Linked DNA regions of Sus scrofa: region 1 is linked to region 2. The links are chromatin contacts, called in public Hi-C maps. All regions are on one chromosome and are shown on one strand. Each heading gives the region's core, a stretch centred on a gene start, on an enhancer-like site or on the middle of the called end of the contact. The rest is flanking DNA. Distances are from core to core; before and after follow the strand shown.

Region 1 (6,691 bases), core at 2,922-5,421, 190 kb after region 2:
TCAGAGAAAAGTGAAAAATGTATCGTGCTCTTTGACTTTGAAATAGGTTCAAAATTATACAGTTAGGAACACTTTCATAGGAAAATATAAGTAACTAATATTATTTCAACAGGTGGTAGAAAACCTAAAGAGAACAATAATCACAGAAGAAATTGACATGATAATAAAAAAAAATCTACACCCAAAAGATACAAAGCCTTGATTTTATTGGCTTTAAATCTTCAACTACTTAAGGATTAGTTAGTCCCTACTGTAAATAAATAGAAGGAAATCCCAACTGAACTGTCATTCTGTATAGTTGAAGTACCAAAACTGATGCATATGCATGCGTACACACACACACACACACACACACACACACACAGACCACTTTCAGTATGAACATAAATACAGACCTCTAAGTAAAATATTATCAAATTGAATTCATTACCAAGTAGTAAATTAATCCCAGGAATGCAATAATATTTGAACACTAGGAAATCTATTAATGTATTCTAGTACATTAAAAAGTTAGAGGAAAAGCCATTGGTTCATCCCAATAGTGTTAAAACATATATGTCAACACCTATTTGTGATTTAAAATAATCAAAACAAAATGACTTCTAGCCTAGTCAGAGAAGGAAACTTTATAACCTTGGTAGAGGAAATCTACCAGAAATCTGGTAAATACAAAAATTTTTGATATAATAGAGCATATGACTGAAAGCAGGAACAAGACAGGAAGGCTTGTTATCACTACCCCTACTCAAAATTATAATGAAAGTCCTAGCTAAAGTTTTTAGATAAGAATAAGAAATAGTGTAAGAAGAAATGGGCATGATTTGGGGAAGGAAAAGACAAAATGTTTCACTATAATATGTTCACAAAATCCAAAAGAATCAACTGAAAAACATTAGAACTCTTAATAGTGTTTAGTAACTATTACAGTGTCAATTTGTAAAAACCAAAGCTTATCTGGATCTCTATTTAAGTAATCAGAAAATAGCACAGGAGTTCCCATTGTGGCTCAGCGGGTTAAGGACCCGTTTGTGTCCATGCGAAGATGCAGTTTTGATCCCTGGCCTCGGATCAGTGGCTTAAGGATCCAGCATTGTTGCAAGCTGTGGAGTATGTTGTAGATTTGGCTCAGATCTGATGTTGTCATGGCTTTGGCATAGGCCTGCAGTTGTAGCTCCGATTCAACCCCTAGCTTGGGAACTTCCTTTTGCTGCAGGTGCGGCCCTAAAGACCAAAAAATAAAAATTAAAAAAAAAATAATGTTTATCTCTATGATTTGTAGCAGAGCTTTAAAAGAAAGAGAAAATGTGCAATATTAGCTATGAAAATTTTGGGAAAAAAAAAAAATGAAGGAGGACTTGTTCCACCAGATATCAAAACATGACCTGCAGCCATAATAGTTGAAATGGTGATGAAATGAAAGGAGAAGACATCGATAGATAAACTACAATAGACATTAGGGAGTCCTAAGCACATGCAGGTATTTACTATACAGAAAAATTCACATATAAGATTAGAGAGAAAAGTGTAGACTATTTAATAAATTGAAGTGTATATTGATAGTTATTTTGCAAAGCCAATTGAAATTAAAACCAGAGATTTATTTCAATTCGAAATTTCCACCATGTACACATATGAATGTTTGTGGCATTATTGACTATAATAACCTCAAACTGGAAATGACCTAAATGTCCATCAATAGAGAAATTCATAGTATTTTTTTTTTTTTTTTATGACTACACCTATCTTTTGTCTTTTTAGGGTTGCACCCATGGCATATGTAAGTTCCCAGGCTAGGGGGCGAATCAGAGCTGCTATGCCAGATCTGAGCCCCTTTGTGACTTTGACCATAGCTCACAACACCGCTAGATCCTTAACCCATTGAGCAAGGCCAAGGATTGAACCCACATCCTCATGGATACTAATCAGGCTCTTAACCTGCTGAGCCACAATGGAAACTCCAAATCCATAGTATTTATGGACCATCCATATTCTTGTATGCTGAGTGGCAATTAAAAAGAATGAAGTCGAGTTCTGTCTTCTAGCTTGAGGAGATCTTTCACACATACTATTGAAAAAAATAAGTATATGTACATATAAGTATATATATTTAGTTATACTTACATATAATACTTAAATATTTATATACTTACATATAAAAGAAAATATATCTCATAGAAAAAGAATTGGAAAAATACACACTAAACTGCAGAGATAATCCATCTGGAGATGGGGGAAGGTAGATTGTAGGGGATGGAAGGGGAACTTTGCTGATATTTATATAAGCTTGTAGATAAGTTGAAATGTATTGTTTATCATATTCCTTGTATTTTAAAAACTTCTATCTCCTTTCAATCATAATTTTTAAAAGAGAAAAGTTGTGATTTCACTAGTTTATATTTGATACATTTTTGGAAATGACATAGCATTACAAAAGAGGACTAGAGTATTTTTATTCTGTGTGATGCTCGTTATTTTTTCACTTGATGATCCCCATCAGTAGCCAGTATGCACACAGAACGCTGGCTCCTTGGGCGGTGCCTGGGAGGTGACACGCTCTCACTCCACTTGGAAGTGAGTGAGACCACTTGCTCCATGACAAAACATCTTGCCCTGATGCTTTTGTGGACCTTCCCTCATCTGCCGAACAGAAATTTCTTTGCACTGAAGATCAGCCCAGTGCTGTTTTGTGTGTGGCAGGGGAAGAAGACACTCTGAATTGCACGTACAGAGCATCCCATCTCTTTACCTTTCCATGTTTGCAGGATCTGTCATTCAGAGAAGGAAGTTAGATTGTCCAAAATAACTTGCTCCACAACTAGCCACAGTGGTTATCAATGCTTTGTACTATTCCCTGGGACAGTAACTAATTTAAACTGACCAGTGTACTGTTCCCAAACCAATTTCTCTGTTTTGCTCTCCTCTCTTGAAAGATAGGCATTTTAAAGTGCCTGTTTCCTACAAATACATTATATCCATTTGTCCACAGGTCTTTTTTTTTTTTCTTTCTTTCTTTTTTTTTTAAATGGCCACACTATGGCTTACGGAAGTTCCCTGGGGCCAAGGATTGAATCCAAGCCGCAGTTACGGCCAGGCCATGCCAGATCCTTTAACCCACTGCGCCAGGCCGGGGATTGAACCTGAGCCACTTCAGTTGGATTCTTAACCCACTGCACCACCCGGGGAAGTCCTGTCCACAAGTCTTAAACCCAAAAGGAATTCAACTTAAGATTTTTCAATATGAATACACAAAGCTTAAAAAAAAACACACCTCTGCCATTCCCGTCCTTTAGGAGAACGTCCCTGTGTTAGAGCAGAGAGGTGCAGCAGAAAGGGGACTGAAATGGAAATCAGAAAACTTGTGTTTGATGTATTGGGGAGATAAAAAAAGAGAAAACTTGTGTTTGAAGCCTGCCTTCTAGGACTTTTTGAAAATTGTGTGACTTCTCTTAGGCCTCCCTTTGTGTCATCTCTAAAATGGGAAGATTGGGGAAAACAGGCGGAAACTGGGTAGTAAGGGAGGCAGAGAGAGGAGTATAGGCTTGAAGGAGAAAGGGCTTTGGAAGGTATAAAGCAAAAGACCAACCTGAGACTATGACTTTATATAAGCCCATCGCTGTTCTTCTTACACACACACACACATCTATGTGCATGCTTTGGATTTCCATTCTCTCTCATTTTTAAAAAAATTATAGTAGAGTTACAAAGTTCTGTCCATTTCTGCTGTACAGCAAAGTGACCCAGTCATACACATATAAACATGTTTTTTCTCATATTACCTTCCATCATGTTCTATCCCAAGTGGTTGGTATAGTTTCCTGTGCTATATAGCAGGACCGCATTGCTTATCTATTCTCTTTCATTTATGTTCCCTTCAAAGTAGGCATTTGAATCCCTCCTAACACATTTGCCTCTGTTTTCTGTCACATGTACCCATTGATCTCACCAGCACCTGAGGCCTTGGATTTATTCCTGCCTTTCTGACAGCACCTGTTTTCTCCCAGAGGTGCATTTGGCTTCGTGTTGAAAGCACAGTGTGTTCCCCTTTTGTTAACTTAACCTTTGTGTTGTTTTTGAAAAATCAGATTTGAAAGAACAGGGACCCTAGAAAGCCTGTGATATGTAAATATTTAGCCAGGCAGGTAGGGATAGTAAGCATTTTCTCTCTTAACACAAAACATGATTTTATTTGCTAAAGCTGTAATCTTGTTTGATAATCCATCAGTGTATTATCAGCTATGTGGTGAGACAGAATGCCACAGGGAGATAATCAAGAACCTTCACCTGATACTCCAGGGTTGATTACAGTGACTGGAGGAGGGAGAATCTTCTGGAGAGGATTATGTTAAACATAGCCTTTCTATTTACAGTTGATTTTCTCCAAACGCTTTAACCATTCTGCTCCCTGCCTAGGTAAGTAGGTCATCTGAAAACCTATGAAGAAGGGGAGTCTTTGCAGGTGTCGAACAACTAAACCTGCCTCTTTACCAGGTCCCATGAGTCATTGTTTCATGCTCCATGCATTTGTGAATCAAAGGGAAAAAAAAAAAAAAAAGAAAAAAGATTTGTAGGTGCTCCACGGGAAGTCAGTATTTAAAAAACACAAACCAAAACCAGAAAGGTCCAGTTTGAAGACAGAACAGAAGTTCTCCCATACGCCAGTTAACATCAGAATCCCAGCTCAGAATATTAAGTCAGAAAACCAGATTCCTAAACTGAAATTTTAATATGACATTAATCTGTAGGCCTCTCAAGAATGTAATCTGTGGTTTCTGAATCAGGGGCCACACCCCTCTGGGGTATGTGTCCTCAGCGACCCTCAGGGCCAGCTCGATTGGAATGCACAACTCCGAGGGGCAGAAATATTACCGGCAAATGGTTCTCTGAGAGTTCTGGAAAAAGGCAGTGTGACCTGTGGTCCCTGGTGGGAGGCAGAGAAGCCTTTCCTTCCAATGCTCATCTTTGCCTACCCCATTCTTCTCTGCCTTGAATTTATCTCCTCAGGATTATCTACCATGTAGGAAAAAATCCCTGAAAATCCACTCCTCAAATGAAAGGCCTGTGGGGTTACTTGATTTCTGGCTACTGAAAACAGGCTGTGTCGTTCCACAGCCCTCTGCGATAAGAACGTATTCTCATATGTTATCTCACGCAAGCCTTTCCTGAGACAAGCAGATGAGGAAATTGAGTTTCAAAGAATTTAAGTATCTTGCCTAAGTTTACACAAGTGGTGGTTTCTTACCTTCTTTTGTTCCTTTCCTATCTTCTTTTTCTCCTTTTCTTTTTCTTTGGAAGACATTTTTCTTCAGAATGTGGACTCTGGAGCCGGATACGTGGTTTTAAATCCCTGACTCTGCATGACCTTGGGCAAGTTACTTATTTTTGTGTGCTTTGGTTCTCACCAGTAAAAAGGGGATAACCATACTATTTACTATTATTATTGGGAGGATAAGGCTGGTTAGGACAAGTGTAGCATTTAGAATAGTGTCTGGCATGTAGCTAACCTTCAGTACGGTTTAGTTATTATTGCTACTGCTATTGCTGTTTCCTTCCACTCCCCGATTTGTCCTTTCATCAAACATTAATTATCTTCTCTCTGATGGGCATTGTGCTAAGCTGGGGAAATGAGTAAGAAGGCGTCCCTTTTCCATGAGACTTGCTGTTTACTAGGAGACAGAGAATTGTGGGGGATGGCCACACCATGGAGGTGTGTTAGGCCTCTGTGTAATCACAGGTCAGCTGTGGGGTGTCCGTGATTATCTGGAAAGGCCTCGTGGAGGAGACGACCTGGCATTTGTGTTGAACACTGGAGTCGAAGAGGTATCCATGAGGACGATGGTCAGGGATGGCCAGGGGGCCGTGTCTTCCAGGCTGAGGGGCCAGTGTGAAAGACTGTAGCAGGGCTTGGGAATAAGAAGCTGTAATAGGTAGCCAGTGCTGCCATAACCAGATACCACAGATGAGGTGGCTTAAAAAACAGAAAATAATATTCTTACAGCTCTGGAGGCTAGAAGTCCAGGTGTCAGTGGGTTTGGTTTCCGCCGACGTGCCTCTCCTTGGCTTGACAGCTGCCTTCTGGTTACGTCTTCGAATGGTCTTCTTTCCATTTTCCAATCTCTTCTTCTTTTAAGGATACTAGTCATGTTGGATTAGGGTCCAGTCACAGGACATCATTAATCATAATAACCCCTTTTAAAGCCCTATCTCCCAATATAGTCACATTCTCAGGGACTGGGGGTTAGGGTTTCCATGTATGAATTTTTAGAGGGATGCACTTGAGCCCATCATGGGAAGTCTCTGGAAATACGGCCGGAGTCAGGTGTGTGTGGATGCGTGTGAGGACCCACAGCCAGAATGCCAGGCAGCGCCCAGATCTTGAAAAGCTTGGCTTCTAATCAGGTTAAGGAAGATGTCAATGGGCAGAAATGGACATGGCGACCAGATTTGGGCACCCTTGGCCCCCTCAGGCTGTGGTGTGAAGGGCAGACTTCCTGGGAGGAGCCACTCTGTGATATGTCAGAGGAGACACTAGTTTGCTTGTTTGTTTGTTTGTTTTTTGCTTTTTAGGGCCCTTGCCCTCAGCATATGGAGGTTCCCAGGCTAGGGGTCAAATCAGAGCTGTAGCTGCCAGCCTACGCCACAGTTCACAGCAACGCCGGATTCTTAACCCACTGAGCAAGGCCAGGGATCAAAC
Region 2 (6,300 bases), core at 2,497-4,996:
ACAAATTCAAAACATTTTGGCCCAATTCAACTATAAACGTTAAACCACATAATGTTTTCAGTAGATGACTTCATAGACTGTCGCCTTCTTGTCCCCTGAGCCAGTGACTATGTACTTATCATCCACAGAGATGTCACAGCTGAGCACGGACGAGGACTCTTTGGACTGGAAGAGAGAAAACAATGGACATGTGTTTAATGTGGAACAGACATAGTCGGGGGCCCTGCATCTTCACTTCTGGAGCCATCGGGAACACTGTGGTCCAACTGTCATTCTAGATAAAGAGCACCGACTTACCTGGAATATACTAGCTCCATAGGGGGTCCGCCAAGCATTGAGGAGGTTATCTTTTCCAGTACTCACAAACCATTTACCTAGAATTAGCAAAGGAACATGTGGTTAAACAAGATCATAATCCTTGCTATACATTAGCTACATCGACTTAAATTAGAGCCTTTTTAATCATAAACTGTCACATGCAAGGGGTTGGGCTATGACATGAGTAGAAAGAGCAGGTTTTAAATTTGGGCTCCAGTGTGAACCAGCTATAATCCTGGGTTTAACCAAAGTGGTGGCAGGGACCATGTCAGCCCCATCAGCCATCAGCCAGGTAGCCTCACACCCAGCATGCAGTGGGTCCTCAAATAGTCCATCAGTGAAGTTGTTTCCCTTTACTCTCTTTAGGATAAAAACGGGACCAGGAAGGATGAGATGACAAATCTAAGTAAAATAGCAGACAGGATATATGGAACATAGAATGTGGTTAACATGTGATAGCTACTCATCCATCCATCCATCCATCCATCTCGGGAACAAATATTTAACTCCCCATGAACTTCCTCCCTCATTATCTTCACTGAAGAGTATAATGGCCTGGGTGCAGCTAAACATTTCCTTCTCTGACCACGGGTTCCTCATTCTGGCCAGTCCATTGCCACCTCCTCTGCTCCTGTTCCCTTCTCCTCCAACATCCCACCCACCCCTCTCAGACTGGTAACTAAGTGCCCCCCACCCACACCCTTGACTCTCCCCACTAAAAACAAACATGTGTCAAAACCCTGTATTAGGCAATTTTATTGCCTGCTGACTTTTCTCAAATTAGGGAAACAGACTGAAACCGACATCGCTATGCTCTGAGGGACATTTTAAGACAATAGAATTATTGCATCCAGCTGCTCAGAGAACATTTTTTCCAGATATGATCTCCACTGTATTTTTGTAGAAGTATTTTCCATTCAGGCCATCAGCATCCTCCGGTTTCCTTTCAGTTGAACTCACCACAATAAGCAAATTTTAGGGACAGCACACAGCTCTCATGGAGATGCAGCTGGTACTTGTCGGGTTTGTTCACGTGGAGAACTTCCACGTTGCTGCTCTCCATGCCCACAGCCAGCCATTCTCCGGTTGGGCAATAACCAAGGGAGAATATCTATAAGAAGCAGAAGAGGCTCGCTGAGTGTTTTGCCCAATGAACTTAGGAAGTGACCAGACAAAAAAAAAGGGAGGAAAACTAGCAGGAACAGGATGGGGAGTTCCTGTCGTGGCTCAGCGGTAATGAACCCAACTAGTATCCACGAGGATGTGGGTTCCATCCCTGGTCTCACTCAGTGGGTTAAAGATCCGGCACTGCCGTGACCTGTGGTTTAGGTCACAGACACAGCTTGCTTGGATCCACGGTTGCTGTAGCGGTGGCATAGGCTGGCAGCTGCAGCTCCAATTCGACCCCTAACCTGGGAACTTCCATATGCTGCAAGATACAGCACTAAAAAGCAAAAAACAAAACAAAAAGCCAAAAAAACAAAAACAAACAAAAAAAAACACCCCACAAAAAACAGGAGGATGGAACAAGCAAACTTCAAACTGTGTGGTAAAGTCTATGGGATAAGCAACCCAATCTAGATAAGGCAAGTGCTGATCACCTTTATGAAATAATTAGAAGGAATAAAGAAAACATATATGTATGACTGGGTCACTTTGCTGTACAGAAGAAATTGGCACAGCCTTGTAAATCAACTATACTTTGCTTTTAAAACTACAAGACAAAATGAATAAATAAAAAATAATTAAGAAATTATTCTTCGTAACACTACTCATGTATTTTGTTTGAAAAGACTCCTTGTCTTTTACTGACACTATCAGAACTATGTAGGGACAAAACAATATGATGTCTGGGGTTTACTTTAAAATAATCCACTGTTTGGGGGCAGGGAAAACCAATGAGACAGGACTGGTCATGTGCTAGTAACTGTTGAAGCTGGGTGATGGGCATATGGGATTTGTGGTTTGGACTTTTACATATGCTTAAACATTTTCTGCTCTCATATATATTTGAAATTCTCCACGAGAAGTTAAAAAAAAAAAAAGGGCAGACCAAAAATAGGATCTTACCCATAACAGGAACAGGGCTGGAACACGAGAGACTCAACAAAATTTTGACAGGGCCATGAAATTTAGTTGCATGTATAGTTGCTTTCCATTTCTGTCCTATTTTTCTGAGTGGAATTACTTTTATTACCCCCAAAAAAGTAAGGAAATAAGCGATGATAAAAAGAACAATTCCACCATCAGAAAGCACTTAAAATGGCATGCCCTGTCTTTCCCCAAACAGGCCTAGAGTCAGACATTCAACATGTAAATCATCTCCACAATCCACAATCAAAGTTACCATTTTTATGCCATTTCAAAACTCCATAAATCTGGGCAGGCATGAGCCCAGTTTTTAAGGGATGAGTAATAAGACGGGCATCCACTGAGATGCCTGATGTATGTGAAATAAATTAACTCTCAGAGCTATCATGATTATCACTGCATATTTTTCAAGGTCCATTTCGATGTGGACCAAATCATCATCTCATCTCTCAACCCCATGTTAGATGGTGAGAAGATGGACAGCAGATCAGACCCTGTATGTTCTTCCAGGCGCAGATTCCTGAAGCAAACTCATATACCACTAAAACAACCCACAGGTTGTTTAAACCACAGCAATTTTAAAACACTGTAAGCATTTGGGGGTGATTTCTGGGGTCTGTGTGTATGTATCTCAAATTAGAGCCCAGACTGTTTGTCTGGCTACTACTGTGCTGGGGATGGGAGGGGGGAGGTGGCTGCACAGGGAAGAACAAGCCCACACCTGGGAGGTGAAGTCGTGCTGCTGCAGCTGCCGCCCTTCACGCAGGTCCCAGGACCGGACTGTGTTGTCCAAGCCGCCCGTCCAGAGCTTGGTGCCATCGTTAGAAATGTCAATACAGCTGGCCCCGTCCGTGTGGCCCTGGAATTGCCTGATAAAACAAACCAGATTGAATAACGATTTCCTGCCAGGGCTCAGGGTAAACACTGTTGTGTTGTTGGTTTTGGACCTGCCGAGCATGTGTCATCTCCTCAGTGTCTGCTGATGTGCAAGATCAGACCAACCTTCCCCTGAGGAGGAGAGGAAACAGCACCTGCAGATTTTCTTCTTTTTTCAGGATCCAAGTGCTGAAGAAACTGAATGCCGTTTTAGGTCACCACACAGGAGAAGTTAAATACGCTCCTAGAGCTATTCTTACAAATTCGTCTGGAACGAAAAATTCCTCCCAGGTCTGGAAAAGTGTTTAAGTGTGAAAAGACGGGGGGAGGGAAAAAGGCAAACACACAGAATCCCAAGTGTATTCCTCCCAGAAAGAGGCAGGCTTGGCCTTTAACCGCGTGGGCCTGAATCACCACATTACCAGCTCAGGGCCCAGAAGCACTCCTGTCTCCATGAGTGAATAACACAGCGATGCCCTTCCTGCCAACAAAGCATGAGCTCATGTATTTACTCAACCTCGCTTTCTCTACTAGAAAGAGACCCGCATTAGGAAATGTGGACTCGCAGAGACAAAGGGGCATGCCGGCCTCCTGACTCAGAGGCGCAGAGCAGAGACGGAGCTGATTGCTGGGACCGGCCTCTGGCACAGCGTGGCCTCGAAGCTGAGCACAAGGCTGTTGTTCTCTTAAAGAGGATCCTTGTGCTTTGGTCAAAAACCACCACCCAGAACAAGCGACCAACCAGGATCTGCCGGGCGCAGGTGCTCTGCCAGGTCCCAGGTGGGGCTTGCTGGGGGCAGGGGGAGGTAAGCCACCACAGGGCCAGAAGGTTGGGGGTCATGAGTCTGGTCTGGTCCATGCCAAGAGGGAGCTGGCAGGGGAGAGCCGGGAACCAGAGAGAGGTGTTCGGAGGCCTGAAGAGGACGGCAAAGCAGGCAGCATCCAGGAGTACTTCGTGGGAACCTCAACACCCAGAGAAAAGTTTCCAGTGCCTCCCCTTCCTGTTACCTTCTCACAGAGCGGCAATCTTGAAAGCTGAGTCCAAAATTTAAAGGGCATGGAGGGTAAGACAAGAGCAACCCCAGTGCCCTGAATTCAGAGATAAGATGTGAACTGCCACATCAAAAACAGCCCCTCTGGAGCTCCCATAGTGGTATAGTGGAAATGAATCTGACTAGGATCCTTGAGGACCCAGGTTCAATCCCTGGCCTCACTCAGTGGGTTAAGGATCCAGGGTTTCCGTGAGCTGTGGTATAGGTCACAGACACAGCTCAGATCTGGTGTTGCTGTGGTTGTGGTGTAGGCCAGTGGCTACAGCTCCAATTTGACCCCTAGCCTGGGAACCTCCATATGCTGGGAGTGTGGCCCTAAAAAAAGCAAAAAAAAAAAAAAAAAAAGTCACCTCTGAAAACCATTCAGAACTTCCACCTGGTCCTCTCCTCCATGCACCCAACTCTCCTTCTGAGGCTTCCCCTCTGGTCCCCCAGGCCTGGAGTAGCCGCACACTCCCCCCACCCGTTTCCAAACTGCTGCTTTTCTGCCTTCAAATAGCGTTTGAAACCCAGGGACCTCCCTCTTCATTTCATCTTCCGAATTCCTTTTACCTCTGGAACTCAGGAAATACTTTGATTCCTTGAATATAGAAATTTTTCTCTGCTGACTTAAGCACCCGGTGGGTATTTCTCCATCCCTGTATCCACCTATCTCGGTGCTGTCCTCAGGCTCCTCTGGGTCACAGCAGATGCAAGATATTAAGGGAGTTCTTGTCGTAGCTCAGCAGTAACAAACTCAAGTGGTATCTGGGAGGGTGTGGGTTCCATCCCTGGCCTTGCTCAGTGGGTTAAGGATCTGGTGTTGCCTCGAGCTGTGGTGTAGGTCGAAGATGCAGATCAGATCTGGCATTGCTGTGGCTGTGGTGCAGGCCGGCAGCTACAGCTCTGATTCGACCACTAACCTGGGAACTTCCATATGCTGTGGGTGTGGTCCTAAAAAGACAAAAAAAAAAAAAAAAAAAAAAAAAACAGTAGACTCTGCATTGCCCTGTCATGTCACACAAAGTAGCCACTAGCCACGTGTGGCTAGTCCAAACTGAGATTTGTGAAGCAGGACTCTGTCATAGCCATCAGGTATTGAGACCCTGGCGGTCAGCAAAGAGAGAAGTTCAGAGCACACCCAATGGAGATGGGTGCCTGGGCCCTATCACAGCTCCTCCATGATAAAATCAGGATAACAGCAATGAAGAAGCAACTAGGGTTAAAGAGATTAACATTTGAAAAAAGCACTCTGAATTAATATTTTGGAAGTGGTTTTATTAAATTAAAAAAAAAAGAAAGAAAAGAAAAATCGCCCAACACTTGCTAGGCTCAAAGTTTGAAAAGGCTGTTGGCTCTGGCTCCATCTGTCCATCTGTCCATTTTGCTCATTCTAAGTTGCCCAGTGAGCAACAAGAAAAATAACTCCTGCGCCATCACCCTCACGTAGGGGCAGAGCCTGGCCCAGTGACACTTACTGGATTTCTACAGATGAGGTTGAAGAAAGAGTGAGCTGCTAAAATGAATTCCCTAATCCGTCCCTTCCCTCCAGCTATGGGCGCGGAAGCACTGGAGGAGCCCTGCTGACTCATGTGTCTAAAACTGTGTCAAGAACCATGTTTCTGAGTGAAGGTGACACAGAAGGGTGAAACACATGCCTGTTCTGCCTTAGATGTTTAATTTCGTGCTTCCTTTTCTTTTCTTTCCTTTTTTTTTTTTTTTGTCTTTTGTCTTTTTAGGGCTGTGCCTGCAGCATATGGAGGTTCCCAGGCTAGGGGTCCAATCAGAGCTGTTTCTGCTGGCCTATGCCAGAGCCACAGCAATGCAGGATCCAAGCCGCGTCCGCAACCTACACCGCAGCCCACAGCAACACTGGATCCTCAACCCACTAATTGAGGCCAGGGATCGAACCCCCAATCTCATGGTTCCTGGTCGGATTCATTTCTGCTGCACCACGACGGGAACTCCAATGCTTCCTTTTCTA

The links. A called contact is a pair of places that touch in the nucleus more often than the background predicts.
Region 1: a contact with region 2 is called in a Hi-C map of liver, with 2.0 times the contacts expected there. The contact joins two enhancer-like sites. A contact is called at or near these places in 2 of 47 Hi-C or Micro-C datasets (embryonic fibroblasts and liver).

The regions. Positions count from the first base shown.
Region 1 is chr1:234,465,745-234,472,435 of Sscrofa11.1, forward strand. The region is part of intron 2 of SPATA31D1 (spermatogenesis-associated protein 31D1); the gene reads left to right. Among named protein-coding and RNA genes, the nearest start is that of SPATA31D1, 98 kb to the left of the region's middle. Within about 2 kb of position 4,172, at least 10 of the 83 cell types and tissues checked have an H3K27ac peak or open chromatin away from gene starts, as enhancers often do. A contact at or near this core is called in liver, where this site is marked.
Region 2 is chr1:234,278,590-234,284,889 of Sscrofa11.1, forward strand. LOC100524475 (transducin-like enhancer protein 1) reads right to left here. Exons shown (of 20, transcript XM_003480540.4): 17 at 3,131-3,278; 18 at 1,279-1,429; 19 at 298-374; 20 at 1-165. The coding sequence ends at 58. Among named protein-coding and RNA genes, the nearest start is that of SPATA31D1, 89 kb to the right of the region's middle. Within about 2 kb of position 3,747, at least 29 of the 83 cell types and tissues checked have an H3K27ac peak or open chromatin away from gene starts, as enhancers often do. A contact at or near this core is called in liver, where this site is marked.